2 separate regions of the Oryctolagus cuniculus genome follow, and region 1 is linked to region 2. Evidence: chromatin contacts called from public Hi-C data. All regions are on one chromosome and are shown on one strand. Each heading gives the region's core, a stretch centred on a gene start, on an enhancer-like site or on the middle of the called end of the contact. The rest is flanking DNA. Distances are from core to core; before and after follow the strand shown.

Region 1 (4,484 bases), core at 1,960-4,459, 700 kb before region 2:
GAGATTTTAAGAGCCGGAGTTCTAGTCCCGTGATTTCTGCAGGTACTGGTGGAGTGACTTGGGGCATGTTATTTAATACTTCACCTCTCTGAGCCTCAGTCTTCTCATCTGTGAAATGAGCATGTTGACTACGTGTCCCGTGATTCAACTCTCCTTCTTTGGAATAACAGGTCGTCTGTGCAGGAATGCAATGAGGACAGCGTGGGCTGCTTGTTTTTAGTGGATTTGCTCCTACTTGGAAATAGATGTATTCCTAATCCCTGGACCAGCTATCTTCAGCCTTGCTCATAAGGGGCAGAAAGTGAAAGCAGATATCTGAGCTGACTCATGAGGCTTAATTAAGAAAAACAGAAAATTGCTTCATGCTGGTTTGGACCCTCCTGCACTGTCTGGGGCCCCTCACCCGGGCCTCCTCAGGACCCCTCCCCTGGCAGCTGCCTCCCCCTGGGGCTCTACCAGACGTCTTCCAGCTCACTGGACCACCTCCCTGTCCCCTCTGCGAGCTTGAGCACTTTCCTTGTGCAGTGGCACGCTCTTACTTGTTCCCCGTTCTCTGCAAAAGGGCAGGGGAGTGGGGGTGTCGGGGTGACTTGTCAGGTTCTCGAGGGGCTTGGTGACCTAAGAGGGGAGCCCTTCGGGCACACTGAAGCCTGATTCCGCTGGTTTCGGGTGGACCCGAGGGGTCCTTCCTGGAGTCCATCCCACAGAGGGTGGATCTGGGTGCACAGGGCACTGGTGGGGTCAGCTGGAAAAACTCAGGTCTACACTGAGCTAAAAGGAGTCTTCTCGCTCCCATGAGGTGATTATGGACAATCGAAAAAGCAGTTCCAAAATAAAAGTTGAGCCTTCAAGGTGGGTATTTTGGTGCGGTGGGGTTAAGTCACTGCTCGGGATGCCCACATCCCATATCAGAGCGCTTGGGATCGAGTTCTGCCTCCACGTCTGATCCAGCTTCCTGTTAATGCACTGGGGAGGCAGCAGATGATGACCCAAGTACTTGGGTTCCTGACACCCATATAGGAGACCTCAATGGAGTTCCTGGCTTCCGCCTTCCACCTGGCCCACCCCAGCTGTTGTGGGCATTTGGGGGAGTGAACGAGCAGCTAAAGGATCTGACTGTCACTCTGCCTTTCAAATAAACAAGCAAATACACCTTTTTTTAAAAGTTAAACTTTAATCAGAGAGGTGATTAGAATTTATATATATTTTTAAATATAAGATGCAGAGATAGAAAGAGAAAGAGCACTCCCATTCACTGTTTCACCCCAAATGCTCACAACATTGGGGCTGGGCAAGGTCAAAGCCAGGAGCTGGGAACTCAATCCAGGTGTCCTACATGGGGGGCAGGAACCCAGCCAGTTGAGCCATCACCTGCTGCCTCTCAGGGTGCAGGTAGGAAACTGGAATGGGGGGCCGAAGCCAGCACTGGAACTCACGTCCTCTGGTACAAGACATGGACATCTTAATTGGCAGCTTAACTGTGGTGCCAGATCCCCACCATGGACAGGAAATTTTTGATCTCCCAGGAACTGGGTGGCAGCATGAGAACATGAGCAAGCTCGCGTTCAGAAAGGTTATGAGACTGTGGGTAGTCCCCGACGCTGGTCAAAGAACACGTCACCTTCAGCAAAATAGCAGGTGCCAAAAGGCCCGAGTGTCCATCAAGTCCGTGTCATACTTTCAGCACCAGGTTTCCAGGGCTCAGAAGAAGCCCAAAACTGCAGGACACCGGAAGTCACCAGCAGCTCTTAGGTTAGGGGCCTAAGACAGTGGTTTTTAGACAAGCGCCGTGGGAAGAGGAGGAGCCAGCTCAGACCCCTCATCAGCTGAGGCTCACGGAGGCGCGTGTCTCAGTGGTAGCAGACCCGGGAAGCGGGCCACTCCATGGATTACCAGTGGAACTGCACATTGGGGTGCACATTGCCGAGTAGTATCTGTGTGAATCTGCGTTCACATCTAACTTCTAATACTCTCTTTAAATCCGTATACACCATGAGTAGTTTCTGGTCTCAACCCAGTACTCTGGACATCCATGCTACTACTGGCTGTCGCCCGGCCCCCGTAATTGGTCCTACTAGTTCAGTTCAGCCTGAAACCCCTGCTTCTCTGCTTCAGCAGCCCTAGAGGCCTGGGCTAGGTGCAGGCCTGTTGGGTTTCCATCGTGTTCCAGAACGTGCTGCTCTCTCACCTCAGCCTGCAACCGGCCTGCTTTCCATCAAGACCTGGACTGAAGACGTCCACATATGATAGATAATACATGGTGCTTGTCCTTCTGGGTTTGGCTCACTTCATGTTATATAAGGATGTCAGTTCTGGCCAGTTTGCTGCAAATGCCTGGATTTCTTTTTAATGACGAATCATTCTTCACTGTGTGTCCATCCCACGTCTCCCTTACCCATTCGTCCATTGACGGGCATCTAGCTGACTCCCTATCTTGGCTGTTGTGAATAGTGCTGCAAGGAATTCGTAGTGCAGAGATCTCCTTCCTGCTCCTTCAGAGAGACGCTCAGAAGTGGGGTGGCTGGGTCAGACGTTAGACCTGCGCTGAGTTTTTGGAGGAGCCTCCATCCTATTCTCTGTAACGGCTGTGCTATAAACCTCACTTCTAAGAATCTCCCGTGCATCCTACTGCCCAGCCTAAATGTGACCTCATTAACCACTGAACGCTCCCTTCTGGTGCTGTCTTCCATCCAAGGACCGGAAGTCTGAACACTCTGCTCCTTTGGTTGTTCACTGTGCAGGAGAACAGATGAGAGCTGTGGTCTGGGCACACGGATGCACTTGAGCTATGGGCCCTCCAGCAAGTCGTTTCACTTCTCTGGGTCTTGTTTGTCAAATACAACATCGGCTTGTTGTCTCTAACAATCTGAGGTTCTGGGTCTCACCTTGGCCAAAACAGAAGATTCAAAAGTCCTACACATCGCCCCACCCGTGCCCAGGTAGGGAGAGAAGGGATTACTGGCCGTCTTGGGACCGTGGGGACGACCCTGGCGCAGATGCCTACTTGCCCTTCATGGACTTGAATTTGAGCAGAGTCTATTGGGTGGGGCCTGGGTGGAAGGAGTGAGATAGTCTCCATACCTCCCACCTCCCCGCCTGATTGCCTCAGAAACTGTTACTTAATCCTCCTAACCACTTCCGGGGGTGGAGGAGGGAGGCGCAGATGGGTAACAACTGATGCAATCGGCAGTCCAAAGCTTGTCTTGTTCTTCGAGGACAAAGGCAAGGTCAGTAGGGCTGGGCCAAGTTGGACTGCAGCTGCACGGCCCTGCTCTTTGTAGAGTTTCAACTTCCTCTTCTTTCCTTGACCCTTTCTGCTTTTGACTCAAGGAACAGCAGAGCTCTGAGCAGCAGGGCTGAGAGTGATCGCTCACCCTCAGCTACCGTCTTGTGCTCTGTGACCTGCAGCTAAAGTGACCGCGCTTACCTGCTGGGAATGTACACAGAGCGGGCACCCGGCAGGGGGATGGCTGTTCTGAGATTCTGCCTCCATCAGCTCGTGCTTCCCACGCGCTGTTCCAGGAGGAAATGGGGCCAGCCGGAAGGATCAGAGAGTCGGAAGATCTAGAAATTTCCTCTGTGCCACCAAAGCTGCCAACTAGGACCGGAAGACTGCCTGGGCTTGCTTGCTTTTTTCCTTCCTTTTTGAGATTTGTTTATTCCTTTTGGAAGTCACAAGGAAGGAGAGAGAGAGAGGTCTTCCATCTGCTGGTCACTCCCAGAATGGTCGCAATAACCAGAGCTGGGCCAGGCTGAAGCCAGGAGCCAGGAGCTTCATCCAGGTCTCCTGTGTGAGTGCAGGGGCCCAAGCACTTGGGCCATCCTCTGCTGCCTTCCCAGCATATCAGCAGGGAGCTGGATAAGAAGTGGAGCAGCCAGGACATGAACCAGCGTCCATATAGAATGCCGTGTCACAGGTGGCAGCTTAACCTGCTACGCCACAGCACCAGCCCCAGCAGGGATCTTTTAATCTTCTAACTTAGAAAAAAAGATTCTGTGAGGGAGGAAAGAGAAGTATCCAAAAGGAACAGTGCACTCCAAAAGGCCAAGCTTGACGATGTGCAACTGTATCCATTGCAGATGGCAAAGGTCTTGGTTTTACTACACCATATTTCAAAACTGCAGATTCTCTGCAAAAGACGCGGGGAGGCAAGTCTGAACACTTAGGTGCCACTCCACCTGTCATCATTGCAACTGATGGAGCACTAACTGTGCCTGGCCCTGTTACCACATTCACTCCTGTTACCCGTTACCATGTTTCATTCTCAGAAAAGCTGTAGGAGGTAAGAGTCTGTCTTATCCACACTTTAGAGATGCAGAAATGGAGGCATGGAGCCTTTAAACTTGCCCAAGGAGGCAGAGCTAGAAAAGTGGTCAAGCCAAGGTATTGTGGGCCTGTGCTCGTAACCACAGGGAGACCGGCCTGACACAGGTGCAGCATGGAGACGGGACAGAGTCCTGTGCATCACAGGGGTCACCCCAAG
Region 2 (4,762 bases), core at 1,708-4,207:
CTCCTCGGCGGGGACAGAGAGAGGGCGAGGCGCGGACGGGCGAGGCGGGCCCGTCCCGGAGCGGGCGCCGGGGCAGGGGTGCGGGCGCCGGAGCGGCTGCGCGGGGGAGCGGGGCCGCGTCCCTCTCGGCCCGGGCTCACCTGGAACCCTGCGGGCCGCTGTCCCGCGGGCGCGCTCGGGGCGGCAGGACGGGCGCACGCCGCCTCCTGCTAGTCAAGTGTCCGAGCCGCTCGGGAACTCCGGCGGCAAGTGGGCCACAGGAAGTTTATTCTCGGGCCCCTTCTCTCAAAGGAGGAAATAGAAGTTTCTCCAGGCGGGCAGCCTTTCTTTTCGTCTTTTTGGCCCTGCCTGCCATCGAGGGGAGGTCCCCAGAGCCCGCAGGCGAGGCTCGCCCGGCTCCGAGTCTTTGTTCGTTTCCGATTCTGCCGCGAGCCGTGGGTCCCGACCCGGCTCCGGCTGCGCGCGGGGGCGGGAGGGCGCGCGCAGGGGAGGGACCGAGAGCGGCGCCGACTTTTTAGAGGGAGGGACCGTGTGGACAACTGGTCTCGCGGCGCTCTCGGAGCAGGGAAGAAGTGCGGTACGAAGCGCTCGGGGGACGCGGTTCCCGGCGTGTCGCCGCCTCCCCGTCCGCGCCCGCCGCCGGGGCTGAAAGCCCGGGAGCCGAGAGCGGAGCCCGCGGCGCGGCCGGCGGACGAGCGAGCGCGCAGCAGCCGGTGCGCGGCCGCGGCGAGGGCGGGGGAAGAAGAGCACCCTGTTTCCTCTCCGGCCCCCACCGCGGATCATGTACCAGGATTATCCCGGGAACTTTGACACCTCGTCCCGGGGCAGCAGCGGCTCTCCTGCGCACGCCGAGTCCTACTCCAGCGGCGGTGGCGGCCAGCAGGTAGGTGCGGGCCCCGGGTGCACCTGGCGGCGCGGGCGGACCCCCGCCCTCTTCTCACCACCAGTGCCTCCTTGTTGCTCGCTTTCCCCTTTCTCGGCTTGGTGAGAAAATAACCTGTGCGGGCCACTGTTGTAAGTTCTGGATTTTCGTCCTGTCCTATCCCCCTCCCCCCATTTTAAACTGGAGCGGAGATTGGACTTGAAACGCTTTCATTCACCGCACATGCTACGCAGACGGGCTCCTGGAATGGCAGCCCCCACGCCCGGGGAACCTGTTACCTCCTTCCAAGAACACCCGGTCCCCTTCCCCCTTCTGTCTCCAGGGTGGACCCACGAAAAGATCTTGGCACCCGCCGGCCGCTCGCGGCGCCCGGGGACCCTAGTCCCGTGGGGAACCCCTCTCCCTCCCGTCTTCCGTTCTGCATCCGACTTAGCTCCTTTCTCCAAGAGGTCGGGGACTCAGAAACATGGTTGTTGGGTTCCTTCAAGAGGCGAGGGTTTGCGCTGGGAATCAGGAAGGAAGAGGCCGCCTTTGATTGGAAGTGTGCCCCGTGGGGAGGAAGGAGCACCTTGAGGTTCTGGGGGTACCTGGAGCCAGGTGGCCAGTGGAGAGGGATGGGGGAAAGAGACATCACTTAGGACCCTGGGTGGTTCGGGAAGCAGAAAAACAACTTGTTTCTAAAGCAGCCGGACTGGTTTGCACCGGAGGGTTTGTGTCTGTTCTGTGCCTATAAATACCAGAAGGGTGCCTGTGGGGAGCCTGCCCTCAGCAGCAGCCCCCCCCCCTCGCCGGCTCTGTCCCTTGGGGGAGCTGGGTGAACGCCCCCTCCCAGGCCCACTGCCACTTGAAGCCACTTTGGTCGGCGTCTGTGGAGTCCCTAGCCAAGTTGGCTGCAGCAGGAGTCGCTGGGTAAGGCCGGGGCATTGGCCTCCGCCTCTGAAGCCAGCCAGACAGGAGGGGCTGCTGTGGGTGTGCAGGGAGGGGGGAGCGGAGCGGGGAAGGTAGAGTGGGAACAGGGCTCTCTTCTGGATCAGAGGAGGGCTCCCTCGTCCCAAAGCGATTCCTCAGACCTGCTGAGTCCCCCAAATGGCTTTTCTGGGTTCTTTCCAGGTTCCCCATAGGCACCCATAATCATTGAGGGTACACCAAGGTAATTCATGGAACATTTTATCTGAAAGATTGTTGGTTAAGTTTGCTTCCCAACTCCCTGGGTTGTTGTTGAGTTCAAATATCATTAGGGACTGGGGCCATTTATATGCCCAGTCCCTCACTCCCGGTCAACAGGACCCCCAACAGCCCCCTCCTCACCTCCCGCTCCCCGAATCAGGAAGAGGTCTTCAGGTTGCTTCTCTGTCCCTTTGGCCAACACATGGGTGCCAGCGATCATTGAAATATTACAGCCTGTCTCGCTGCCTGGCCTCGCTCAGACCCCGGGGCCTGGATGGGAAGTCAGACCGGACATCAGTGCCCCAACTGAGTAATCTGTGTCACTAGGGCTTCGAGCCCAGGATGTGAGCCGAGGCGATTCCCTGTTTTGGAAGAAAATCAGACAGGAAACCAGTGCTAGGAAGAAGGAAGAGAAGTCCGTCCAGCAGTGTAATGGGGCCTCATTACCGAAGCAAAAAGCAGCTGTTGGCTAATTCCTGGCATGCTGTAACACATGAGGATTTTGCAATTAGCAACAACCAGTGCACGGGGTTCTCAGACGCCTGCCCGATGGGCCCGGCAGCGGGAGCGAGGCGTGTTTCAGACCAGAGCCTTGGCAAGGGAATGCTGCTTCGGCTGAGTTTCTCAGTCCGCCGCTCCTTGGCGCTTGGCGGTTGTGGGCAGGGGAGGACTTTTCCATGGTCGCCCCACTTTGAACAGAATTCTGTGGTCCCAAGGGCTGACCTCAGAGGCCTTTGTTACTTAGCAGGTCTGTACCATGACCCCACCCGATCCCAGGCTCCAGGTAACTTTATTATACACCAGATAAAACCTATAATCACTTTATTTCTCTCAGCTTCCTTTACTGGGAGACTTTCTGGCAGTAGATGGGCCTTGCTGCTTTATGGCATCACCAGGGACCAGTCAGCCCAAGACACTGCTCTGGTTTTTCTCCTTGAACAAGTGCATATTGTTTTTCCCCAGGTGTCTCTCTGGGAGGGCTGCAGTCTTCCCCATAAGTCTGTTGCTTCCCTCTCCCCCGTAGCTACCCAAGGCTGGATCTTCACACATGGCCGTGACTTCCAAAGCCAGTGGGGTTGGGGGCAGGGTGGGAGGGAGCAGACAACTCTTTGTTAAAGCTTCTGTTCTTGTAGATGGCAGGAACTTAAAGCATGAAAAATATTTCCTGTTCCAGTTGTAGTTTTAATCTCAAAGCGTGGTCATTGGTGATTTTGTTCTGTCGGTCCTGGTGGCACACACCTCCCCCTCCCGGCCTTTTTCTTTTTGTTGTTGTTGTCTCGCTCCTAACTTTCCTAGGAAAACACCTCCCAGATATATGCCCTGCTCAGCTGCTGGACGGTTGTGGAGTCAGGGCCTGGGCATTACGCAATCCAGCCGGTTACACAAACACAGGTCATTTCATAACGTGTTTTCATCAGCTGGGCCCCCTCTTAATGAAAAAGCAAAACAAAAACAAGACCCAGAACTTTTCCAAGGCTGCTATTTGTCTGTTTCTCAGATAACTTGCGAAAATAAATCAAGGAGGAAAGAGGGTGCTGTTTCCTTTTTGGAACCAAGGAATAGCAGACTACTCTCTTCCTTAACCACCCTTTCCCAAGACAGACACACACGCACACACACACACGCGCACACACACACAAAATTCCCCGGAGTGAACTTTTGCCAACTGTACCAGGCTGGGACATTCCTCACATCAAAGAACTTTTACCAGAAATGACTGCCATTCCCAAGCCAGCCTCACTCACACCTCTCTAGTGCCCCCTACAGGAGGTTTTCAGAAGCACTCTCTCGGGGATGTATTTTTCCAGCCCCAGAGTGTTCACTTGGTTCGTTTTCAGAATTCTTAGGATATTTTTTTTTCTTTTCAATTAGGGACAAATAAATGCCATCTATGGAACAGTGGCCAACTAGGAACTTCATGACTCCAAAATGAGTTTCTTGTTTTGTTTTGTTTTGCTCTAAATAAAACCAGATTGAAACAGGAGTGCTTTTTTTCTTTCCCTCCATTGGTGTCTGTGTGTTCCCTAGGATGCCAGCACGATGTTTTCAAATTCCCAAGGCTTGTTTTCTTGATGTGTTTGTGTTGGGGAGGGGGTGTCATATAGAGCTGGAGGGGAGGTGGGGGTGTAGAGTAAGGGTCTGGGTGCTTTCTTTTCTTTTGCCTTGATCTGACAGATGTTGTAGATTAGGATCAAACAAAATGTTATCCCAGGAATTTGTCTGTTCCGCTGATTCTTGGTGGTGGAAGTCAGCTCCACTTTTTCATCAAAGTGAATGGGGTGAAACAGCAGTCAAGTATTGTCTGAGTGGCCGCTGAATGTTCCTATGCCGGGCCCCGCATGCATTTCCACTCCTGTGTGAGTATTCCTGCCCGTCTCATTCTTCAGGGTGACTGGCTGGGAAGCTGGGGTGTCTGCCTCTTCCTCTCCACTGTCATAGCAGCGCCCTGGAACTAACACATCCTAATCACTGCTGGCCCTGACAAAGCCTACGCGGCCGCGGCCGTGGGTCAGGTCCGGGAGGCTCCGCGAGGCTTCTCGTTGAATGGCTCTCTAGAATTTCTTCTGAAAATCTTCCTCGTGAGGAATCTTTGTCCTCTGAAGGGTGAGTTTGATATTTGGACCTCACCAAAAGCTCTTTGGAAGCCATGACATACAAAGTCTGGGTGGTCAGGCTGGATCCAAGGTAGCTATGTGACTCGGAGTCCTGGAG

Evidence for each region. A called contact is a pair of places that touch in the nucleus more often than the background predicts.
Region 1: a contact with region 2 is called in a Hi-C map of embryonic fibroblasts, with 9 times the contacts expected there. The contact joins two enhancer-like sites. A contact is called at or near these places in 4 of 6 Hi-C or Micro-C datasets (ear pinna, embryonic fibroblasts, skin fibroblasts and 1 more).

The regions. Positions count from the first base shown.
Region 1 is chr2:175,238,701-175,243,184 of mOryCun1.1, reverse strand. No RefSeq gene overlaps it. Among named protein-coding and RNA genes, the nearest start is that of MRPL33, 17 kb to the right of the region's middle. Within about 2 kb of position 3,209, at least 1 of the 8 cell types and tissues checked has an H3K27ac peak or open chromatin away from gene starts, as enhancers often do.
Region 2 is chr2:174,538,101-174,542,862 of mOryCun1.1, reverse strand. The region is part of intron 1 of FOSL2 (FOS like 2, AP-1 transcription factor subunit); the gene reads left to right. Among named protein-coding and RNA genes, the nearest start is that of FOSL2, 5.3 kb to the left of the region's middle. Within about 2 kb of position 2,957, at least 3 of the 8 cell types and tissues checked have an H3K27ac peak or open chromatin away from gene starts, as enhancers often do.